3 separate regions of the Mus musculus genome follow, and regions 2 and 3 are each linked to region 1. The links are chromatin contacts, called in public Hi-C and Micro-C maps. All regions are on one chromosome and are shown on one strand. Each heading gives the region's core, a stretch centred on a gene start, on an enhancer-like site or on the middle of the called end of the contact. The rest is flanking DNA. Distances are from core to core; before and after follow the strand shown. Region 1 has its middle 57 kb from the start of Gm29684. Region 2 has its middle 31 kb from the start of 2310039L15Rik. Region 3 has its middle 41 kb from the start of 5730420D15Rik.

Region 1 (3,269 bases), core at 442-2,941:
AGGGATCGAGCCCAGTAAGAATGAGACAGCCTATCCTAGGAGACAGAGGACTCCTCTGATGTCTGCCTTTGGCCTGAGACTTCCCATCAGTCTTGGCAAACCTCTGCTGGATTGTACAGTAGTCTATAATGCTCCTGTCTGGTGTTTCTCCCCGATTGGCTTCTTGGGGTTGCGGTTTGACTGTGCTTACTTATTAAAGTTTGCCCTGGCATCTGTTTTTCAAATGCCCCAGATGAGCACCATGAACAAGCCCTGCTGAAATCCCAACACAACAGAGAAGTAGACTCAAGGTGGGGTTCTAGAAAACCAGAGAGCTGATAGTTACCCAGGCATGATCAGTGAAGGAGTGGGATGCAGGGTTTCCCCACGTTAGACAAGGAGCAACAGCAGGGAGCATTTTCTGGAATCTAGAGGCTTGGGGAATGGATTGCTTTATAGGAGTTAGAGAGTTTCCATAAGGATTGTAGTGAAGTGGAAACGTAAGAGTTCTTCGGAAAGTCGGTTGGATGGTGTTTTGCTGGGGCAAACATGTGAAGGAATGTTTAGCTGAAGTGGACACATGAAAAAGAACGTTCTGCTAAAGCAAGAAGGTGAAAGGACATATGATGAAGGATTCCTCACTAGCAAAGCATGTATTGGTCCACCTTCCTTTGTGTAGTTGAGCTGCATTTGTCAAGACTCCATAGAGAGAAACATGCCGAAAAACTTTGGGTGGTGTGCTGCAGTTTCTTGCCAATTCCAAGGACTTGGGCTGATTGGCAGAGTGGTGTCAGCTGAGACAGACACATGTGCTGAGGCGAGACCTGTGGAGGACACATATTTGCAGGGAGTATAAAAAGGACTCAATGGACAGTGATGGAGGCTGAGCTAGGCTTGCTTATAGAGCTAGCTGTGCAATGCTTGTTGGTCTTGTGTCTCCACTGTCTTCACTGATCTTCACTTTGCTGAGAGAGGCACAGCCAAGAACTTCTGCCATCCCTCCTACTGACTTGTGCCAAGGCTGAGGCCTGGCTGTCTCTGCTAGGTCATGCCACCGCTGCTGATTCCTGTTTGCTAACTCTAACTTTACTGAACTGGTCTGCTGGTGTCTCAGTTAAAGTGCCTGTGAGTGGATCAGGCTGCTGTAGCTAACCTGTGAACAGAACTGTCAATTTCCAGACGACACAGATGGGAGTTGCTCCAAAGAACCCCTCTAAACAGGTCCACTGCCTTTGTATCCTTTCTTTTCCACTGCCTATGGTGGGTTGGTGGGTTGAAAGGGAGGTTAAAGCATTTAATAACCATCATTAAAAATAGACTTTGAAAAAATTAGAGTTATACGGTAACCATAGGCAGGTTCCCAGGTAACAGGAACTCAGCACTCTAAATTCACTAGTCTGCCCCCACCCAATCCGAAGCTTACTGGTGTTGAACTCAATTGGAAACCGAGGGGTTTGTGGGCATGTTGAAAGCTCGTGTGTGTCCCACACAGGGAGGATGAGAGTGGCAGGACTGAGAGGAGATGTCTCCAGACAAAAGCCAGAAACCAGCTTTGGTGTGGTGGCAGCGAGCCTTCTGCCTAGGTTTGCCAGAAGCAACAATCCTAAAAGAAAATAGCAAGTCAGCAAACCAACGAGCAGTTTCCTTCCAAGGATCTGCTGCTTCAGGGCCGAAGCGCGTCTGTCAGCCATGGTTACACTGAGCCCTCTGCATCTCTTAGCCTCAAACTCCCCCAAGTGGCAGCTTCATCCTCCAGCTAGTCCACCTGATCCCTTCTGAGTGCTGTACTCGGCGTAGTCAGAGACAGGACAGCCATCTGTCCTGTCAGGCTTCACGCAGGAGGGAGAAAACCTCTCCAGAACATCTCGGAAGATTCTTATTAACAGCCATGGTTGTGAGAAGAGAATGCTGAACAAGCCCTGGGTTCTGCTGGAAAGGGAGGAGCCTGCTACACATTCCCCCCTTTCTTTCTTGGCGGAATCTTTTTATGAAGTCCAGGCTGGCTCTGAGTGTACCCTGCCTTCTCTGTGCTGGTTTAGAGGCATATGCACCCTACCCCACCCACTTCATTTAACTTCAAACTACAAACTGAGTTAGCTCCCTGATGCATACGTCGGATTACTACATCATTCTTCTCTTCGTAGAACCCTGCCACCCTGGCATACAGTCAGTACCATTGTTCTGGAACCCCAGTGAGACACCCCAGTCTCCCTCCTCTGCCGACTCCCTATCTGTCTTTATAATACACAGTCACGCCCTTCCCACGGCCGTTCACTTTGTGGGTTCTTTCATGACCTTGGTATGGAGAGCCCTGCATCATTGGCCTTCCTCAGCTTGTTGTAGGAAATACCACATGCATGTGACATCCCGGGAGCCTTCCCATGGCCTGCTGTGTGCTCCATGACAGCTTGTGTTTGTCTGTAGGGCTTCTGTGAATCCCAATAACCTGTCTTCTAAATAGTCTCTCCTGGTTTCTAGGATGGAAGGAGGAGCCTGTACTTATTGAAGGCATGGCTGGAAGCCTGGGTCAGCACTCAGCTTCTAGCAATCAGGCAGCCTGGGATGGACTCTTCTTGGCTTTGTTGTTGTTTTCTAGTGACCCTAGGCAAGTTATTTAACTCCCCTGCGTATCTGTGTCCCCACGCGTCAGTAGGAACCTAATATTAACAACCTAATGGGATTTATGATGAACGTCAAGCAAGGTGACTTATGTAAAGTACTTAGCAGAGCGCCTGGTACAGGGTCATTGCACAGTGAGTATTTGCAGACTGAATGGTGATGAGATAAAATATGTTTAAACAGAACTGAGTCTTTTCCACTATTCTGGAGTGCCACATTATGCCCTAATATACTTGCCCGGATAGAGGTCTGTCAAGGCCAATCTTTTCTATGTGACTGGGAAGGGGAAAAACGTAGCTGTCTGCTGATCTCCTAGCACCGTTACCAACTGTGATGCTGCTCAGATCTGCCACTACAGATTGAGCCTCTCAACTGTGCCAGCAATTAACCAATACTTACTAAGCAGAAAGGCAGGTTTGAGAGCAAGGGACTCGCTTCCTGCCACACACACTTCAGTCTCATCCATTAGTCAGCATATAAACAGCAAATACATTAGCCTTCAAAAGAACCTCGGAGGATGGGTGGCACTTACTCAAGAGGAACAGGAAGAAAGAAAGATTACCCAGATAATGGGAAGAAAAGAGAAGTGGGAGCTCAATCAATAGAGGAGGGCAGTGTGGGCACATCGGTGAGTGGCAGCAGAGTCTTGCAAGAAGAAAGTCTTGGATAGC
Region 2 (3,128 bases), core at 240-2,739, 280 kb before region 1:
AGTTCCTGCTTCAGCATATGCCAAAGAGAAGGTGATAACTAAGTGAGAAGACAAAGAAAGCTGAAGCAAAAGCAGATATACCAATAGGTGTTTCACAAGCCCCGAGGTGGTGGCGCACACCTTTAGTCTGGGCACTCAGGACGTAGAGGCAGGCGGCTCTCTGAGTTCGAGGACAGCCTGATCTACAGAGTTCCAGGACAGTCAGGGCTACACAGAGAAACCCTGTCTCAAAAACAACAACAACAACAACAAACAAACAAAAAAAGTTTCACAAGCCTCAGTAAGGTGAACGAAAGTACCCTCTACAAACCTGCAGTCAGATGTGTGGCTCACAACCGTAACTTCAGTGCTCAGGATAATAAGACAGGAGGCGTGCCATGAACGTGAAACTAGCCTGGTCTACAGTGCATTTTAGACCTGCCTGGGCTACAGATGTGAGGCTCTATCTCAAAAACAACAAGGGGAAAGCAATAATCTTTAAACCTCACAGAAATTTTACAAGATATAACATCGACCCCGTGTGTGTTTGGTTAAAGATCCTGAGACCTTTGAGAGTAACGGACCCCAGTAACGTGGAATTGTGGAGCCAAGACTACAAATGAGGCCCCAGATTTTTTTCATTGGACCAAGCTAAACATGTTTATATGAACAAGTTAAACATAGACACACACACACACACACACACACACACACACACACACACCCCGTAGCCCCCCCTCCCCCCGCTCTGGTCATTCCCGGAAATGTCTGTCTGCTTGCCGAATCCCTGAGCAGAGTCTGTTTCGGCCTCGGTGGCTTTTAGCCTACATAGGGTCCACAGAGGAAGGCAGCTTCCGCCGGCTGAATATTATAGTGACAATCTAACGCCATTCATACTCCAATCACCAACTGTTGCTCTCCTTCATCGCTATTGTGTAGGGTGTCTAGATTTATTTCTATTGTTTGTAGTCATGCATCTCCCGTGTGGGTATGTGTATGTGAATGCAAATGCTTACAGTGATCAGAGGTATTGGATTCAACCGGGAACTGGAGCTATAACCAACATAAGCCGCCCAACGAGTGTACAGGGAACCCACCTCATGTCCTCTACAAGAGCAGGACACAGATTTAACCATGGAGAAATTTCTCTAACTCTTAATTTTAATTTTTTTAAATTTTTTAAATAAAAATTGATATAATATATATTATATGTTGAGCATATTCCCCTAAAGCCCCTACCCCCTCCTTTCCCGCCTCCTGTTAGTTTCATTTCTTCCCCAAGACAGTTTCACTTCTGCCTGTAGGTCAGATATTCATACATGATTTCATGTATCTATAAAAAAAAAAAAAAATCCAGGAACCACAAATGAAAGAAAACATGTTCTATTTTTTTTTTCTTTCTGAAGCTGGCTGAATTCGTTTAATTGGATCGTCTCCAGTCATATCTACTTCCACACGAGCAGCGTAACTTCATGTTCCCGTTGTGTAGATAGACCACACTCTCTTTATTCATGCCTCTGTGCTGACTTCGTAATCAGCTACTGTAGACTAGAGCTGCCGATAACCACAGACGTGCAGGTACCTCTGTGATGGTTTCCCAAGTCCCTCAGGGAAACACCTAGAAGTGGCTCATGCCCTAGTTAGTTGTTTGAGAGACCTCGATACTGATTGCCTCAGTGACTGGACCAGTTTACCTTCCTACCAGGGGTATAGAAGAGCTCCCTTTGTCCGAATGTGGCCAGTGTTTGCTGTTTGTTTTCTTGATGCCTGCCATTCTGACTGGCTGGAGACAGAACGCAGTGTATTTTAATTTGCAGCCATCTGTTTCTTTATAATGTAATTATTTAAGAGCACCCCAGCTCTTTAAGGCTTTGGAGAATCTGGGTTTTGTTTGTCTCCTGTCACTTCGTCTGAAGCACTTGGGCAGGCACGGGTCAGTACAGTCAGTTATTTGGTGTCTTTTAATGTTTAAGAAAAACTCACTTAGACGGTACATTGTTACACATGCGCCACAAACTTGTACCCTTTTTTCTCCCATTGAATATTGGACAATGAGTATTTATTATCCAAGCTATATAAATAGCACTTTCAAAACAATTAGCATATATCAATTGTGTATAGTCATGAGTTCATGTCTACAATGTACTTGGCTCATTTTCACCCCATCAGAACTTTCTTTTTTATCTTTCCTTTTCCCCCACCCTAGGTGTGCTTATTCTTCCCAAATAACATTTCTTTTACTTTTATGCCTCAAGAAAGAAAACCAGACTCCATATGTGAGGGAACGTGTGTGATGATTGTGGTTCTGAGCCTGGTCTACTTCACATAATCTGATGAGCTCCAGTTTCATCCATTATCCTGCGAATGGTATTTTGTTCTTTATGACTAAATAATCAGGTACTGGCAGCACACTTTCTGTATCACCCATTAATGGGAACCCAGGCAGATTGCTTCACCTGGCTGCTGTGAACACTGCCATGGCACATGTCATTGGCTCTCTCATAGTAACTCTAGGGGTGTAAGTTACTTCAAGGGATTTTTCTGTTGCTGGACGTTTGACTATGCGGCATCCTCATTCCATTCAATATCTACTCAGTATCAAGGTTGTCAGGAGCAACATTTTGGAGGCGGATTTCTTTCGGTGGAATTGCTTTGAGGAGAGCTGCTGTCTTCAGGGAATGCCTAGAAAGGATGGTTACACTCCACAGCTGTAATTACATCCAATAGACTCAGCTTGTGAATCTAATTTGTTTTGTAAGCTAATCCATCTTGTTGTGGAAGAGTTGAAAGTGTCTTCTGGTATACACCGGTGGAAGAATACCTTTATAAAACCCATTCGTCCATCTATCCCCACCCCCACAACCATCCACCTGCCCACCCACCCACAATCACCCTAGGACACTAGGTGAGGGGAAAGGGAATAGAAGAGAGATTAATAATGGGTGAAAAAAAAGATCCAAGTACATTATAGACATGTTCTTATTACCATGTACAATTAGTATATGCTAATAATTTTGAAAATACTGTTTATACAACTTGGATAATATAACTACTCATGAGCTAATATTAAATGGAGGCAGGGGAAGGGTACAAGTGTGTGTCACACATGTGACAATGTATCTTTTAAGAGTGGCATTTCGCTGGGCAGT
Region 3 (2,903 bases), core at 254-2,753, 370 kb before region 1:
AGGGATGGCCATTTGGTAATAGATCATTTAATTTTTTTTTCTTTTTAATGATGTGCGTTTCTGTCTGAATGTATGTCATATGAGTGAGTCTGTGGAGGCCTTGTCATATGTTTGTGGAGGCCAGCAGAGGGTGTCAGATGCCCTGGAGCTGAAGTGACTGGTGGTTGTCAGCCAACAGATGTAGGTCCTTGGAGCTAACTGCTGGTCTTCTAGAAGAGCAGGAAATCTTTGTAATTGTTGAGCGATCTCTCCAGCCCCAACAGAGAACATTACTGAAGAGGGCAACAGAACCTTGTGTCTTCTCTTCTTCCTTTCTTCCTTTTTATTTCCCTGCTGTAAGGGAAGTGGTTTTGCTCTGCTGAGAACCCCTTCCACAAGCCCTCGAGGGTGTGGTGCCTTCCCACAGGCATGAAACAGTGAGGCAAACCCACCATAGATCAAGTCTTCCAAAACCGGGAGCCAAAAGAACCTCTTTCCTGGGCTGAGGAGATGGCTCGGTGGTTAAAGTGTTTGCTGTGCAGGCACAAGGAGGTGAGCTCCATTCCTGGTACCCATATAAAAGCTGGGCACCATGAGGCCTATCAGTGCCTCCAGGTCTTAGGCAGACCCCAATGGCTTGCTGGCCAGTCAGTGCAGTTGAACCAGTGAACTCCAGGTTCAGGGAGAGAACCTGTTTCAAAAAAACAAAGTGGAAAGAAGACACCAGATGTTCAGCTCTGGCCTCTACATGTGTACACATGGACATGTACATGCACAGGCGAGCAAACCTACATAAACATTGCATACTACACGCAAGCACACACACACACACACACACACACACACACACACACACACACACACAGAGTTGGTTTGTTCAGGCATTGTTAGAGAGATGGAAGGCAGACTAATAAACATATATAGTAGACATCTTGCTGAAGACTCTACTCTTTGTTGTGGTCAATCTCTTTTATTTATCCAGAAAGGAACCTTCGTGTGCTCTCATTATGGGTTGATTTCTCCCGAGGTGGGATGCCGTCATGACCAATCAGTTACATTTGGCTTTGTGGAAAGAGAAAAAGTCAAGTTTCAAGCTTAATACTTCTTGTATGAATCAGACCATTGTGTAAAGAGAATTCCTGCTGAACCGGCTTCTGATCCAAATGTGACAGCCGTCCGATGCAGTCAGCAAACACTCCACCTTGAATTAGGACAAGGAACTGTTTGTTTCCTTCAAGAACCCTGTACTGATAACGCTGACAAGATTGACACACTGGGTTCCTTGGAAAGTAGAAATTTTTCTGAGAATTGTTCCAGAAAAAAAAAAAAAAAGAAAAAAAAAAAAAAAAAAAGAAACAAGAAGATAAAATGCTATGCACCAGAGGCGGGGTAGATGGTTCTGTAGGTAAGAGCAGTTGCTAAGCAAGCATGAGAATCTGAGTTCAAACCCCCACTACTCACCTAAAAAACTGGGCGTGGCCTTGCAGGTGCCTGCAAATCCCAGTGCTGTTGGGAGCAGAGCTGGGGGAGATATTGCTGACACTTGCTGGTTTCCAGCATAGCTCTGAGTCAGAGGGCCTGTCTCAGAGGAACAAGGCAGATCAAGATCATGCCAAGAGCAGGACATCTGATGACCTCTGGCCTCCACTGCTCCTCCCCCACAACTTACATACACACATGCACACATACAAAGGGAAAAAGCAACAGTCTGCAATAAAATCTCCTTCCATTTTGGAAAGCATCACCACAAAGGCCTTTCACCATTTGATTGATGAGAGTGGGTGCTCAGGATTCTGTTTTAATAAGCAAGGCTGTTCAGGGATACTTCAGCTGTGCATTCCCTTCCAAAGTCCAGGCGCACACAGTCTTGATGATGACTGATCCAGGGGCTGGAGACATGGCTCTGTGATTCCAGACGTCATGGGTGAGTATCTGTATCCCAGAACCCACATAGTGACTCACACACACATCTGTACCTCCAGTCTGAGGGGATCCAATGCCATTTTCTGGGCTCTGGGGGCAGTAGGCACACATTCACTCAAGCAGGCAAAATACCCATATGCGTAGAATAAAATAAGACATTTAAAAGATGGCTAATCTAACCTAACAGAATTTCACATAGCCCTCTTTTTTTTTCCAGTCAGTTGGCTTCCTAGCTTGACGTTATGACAAGCAAGTAAAGGCATAGATGTTCCTTCTTTAGCTGTAAATGCACAGATGGCCCCTCTTCTTTAGCTGTGAATGTGGTTCTGATAAGAAACAAGAGTTAAAGGAGCCAACATTAGTCTTTATCACTCCTCAGTTACTTTGACGCGCCTCAGAAAATGGGCTTGTTTTTAAAATTCAGCAACGGCTTATAAGACTAGGATGCTTGCCTAGCTCTTACTCAGGGACACACGACCCTTGAAGAGGGAGTCAAAACTGATGGTATGCATTAGAAAACCTGCCAAAGTAGGTTTTAAGGTCTTGAGCCCTGTTAATACAGACAGTGCGGCGGGATGAGAGTGGTGCCCATGGGCTCCTGTGTTTCGATGCTGCATTCCCAGTTATGGAGCTTTGGGGAAGGATTAGGTTGGCTTTGTTAGGGGAGGTCTGTCATAAGGGGAGAGGGAGGGACTTGGAGGTTGCCTGTTATATTAAGAATTAATTACCGGGCTGGAGAGATGGCTCAGCGGTTAAGAGCACTGACTGCTCTCTAGAAGGTCCTGAGTTCAAATCCCAGCAACCACATGGTGGCTCACAACCATCCAAAATGAGCTCTGACGCCCTCTTCTGGCATGTCTGAAGACAGCTACAGTGTACTTACATATAATAAATAAATTAAAAAAAAAAAAGAAAGAAAGAAAACGCCGGGCGGTGGTGGCGCATGCCTTTAATCCCAGCACTTGGGAGGCAGAGGCAGGCGGATTTCTGAGTTCCAGGCT

The links. Hi-C and Micro-C count contacts between places; a contact is called where the count stands out from the background.
Region 2: a contact with region 1 is called in a Hi-C map of the N1E-115 cell line, with 3 times the contacts expected there. The contact joins two enhancer-like sites. A contact is called at or near these places in 3 of 484 Hi-C or Micro-C datasets (the N1E-115 cell line, bone marrow-derived macrophages and nephron progenitors) and 3 of 115 datasets of contacts at active chromatin or transcription factors (bone marrow-derived macrophages, embryonic basal ganglia and embryonic stem cells).
Region 3: a contact with region 1 is called in a Micro-C map of muscle stem cells, with 4 times the contacts expected there. The contact joins two enhancer-like sites. A contact is called at or near these places in 4 of 15 datasets of contacts at CTCF or cohesin (the NIH/3T3 cell line, large pre-B cells, pro-B cells and 1 more), 13 of 484 Hi-C or Micro-C datasets (CD4 T cells, CD8 T cells, the G1E-ER4 cell line and 10 more) and 10 of 115 datasets of contacts at active chromatin or transcription factors (the 230-238 cell line, embryonic basal ganglia, embryonic stem cells and 1 more).

Annotation. Positions count from the first base shown.
Region 1 is chr10:95,086,778-95,090,046 of GRCm38.p6, reverse strand. No RefSeq gene overlaps it. Among named protein-coding and RNA genes, the nearest start is that of Gm29684, 57 kb to the left of the region's middle. Within about 2 kb of position 1,691, at least 39 of the 459 cell types and tissues checked have an H3K27ac peak or open chromatin away from gene starts, as enhancers often do. A contact at or near this core is called in the N1E-115 cell line and muscle stem cells, where this site is marked.
Region 2 is chr10:95,366,127-95,369,254 of GRCm38.p6, reverse strand. No RefSeq gene overlaps it. Among named protein-coding and RNA genes, the nearest start is that of 2310039L15Rik, 31 kb to the right of the region's middle. Within about 2 kb of position 1,489, at least 21 of the 459 cell types and tissues checked have an H3K27ac peak or open chromatin away from gene starts, as enhancers often do. A contact at or near this core is called in the N1E-115 cell line, where this site is marked.
Region 3 is chr10:95,456,856-95,459,758 of GRCm38.p6, reverse strand. No RefSeq gene overlaps it. Among named protein-coding and RNA genes, the nearest start is that of 5730420D15Rik, 41 kb to the right of the region's middle. Within about 2 kb of position 1,503, at least 24 of the 459 cell types and tissues checked have an H3K27ac peak or open chromatin away from gene starts, as enhancers often do. A contact at or near this core is called in muscle stem cells, where this site is marked.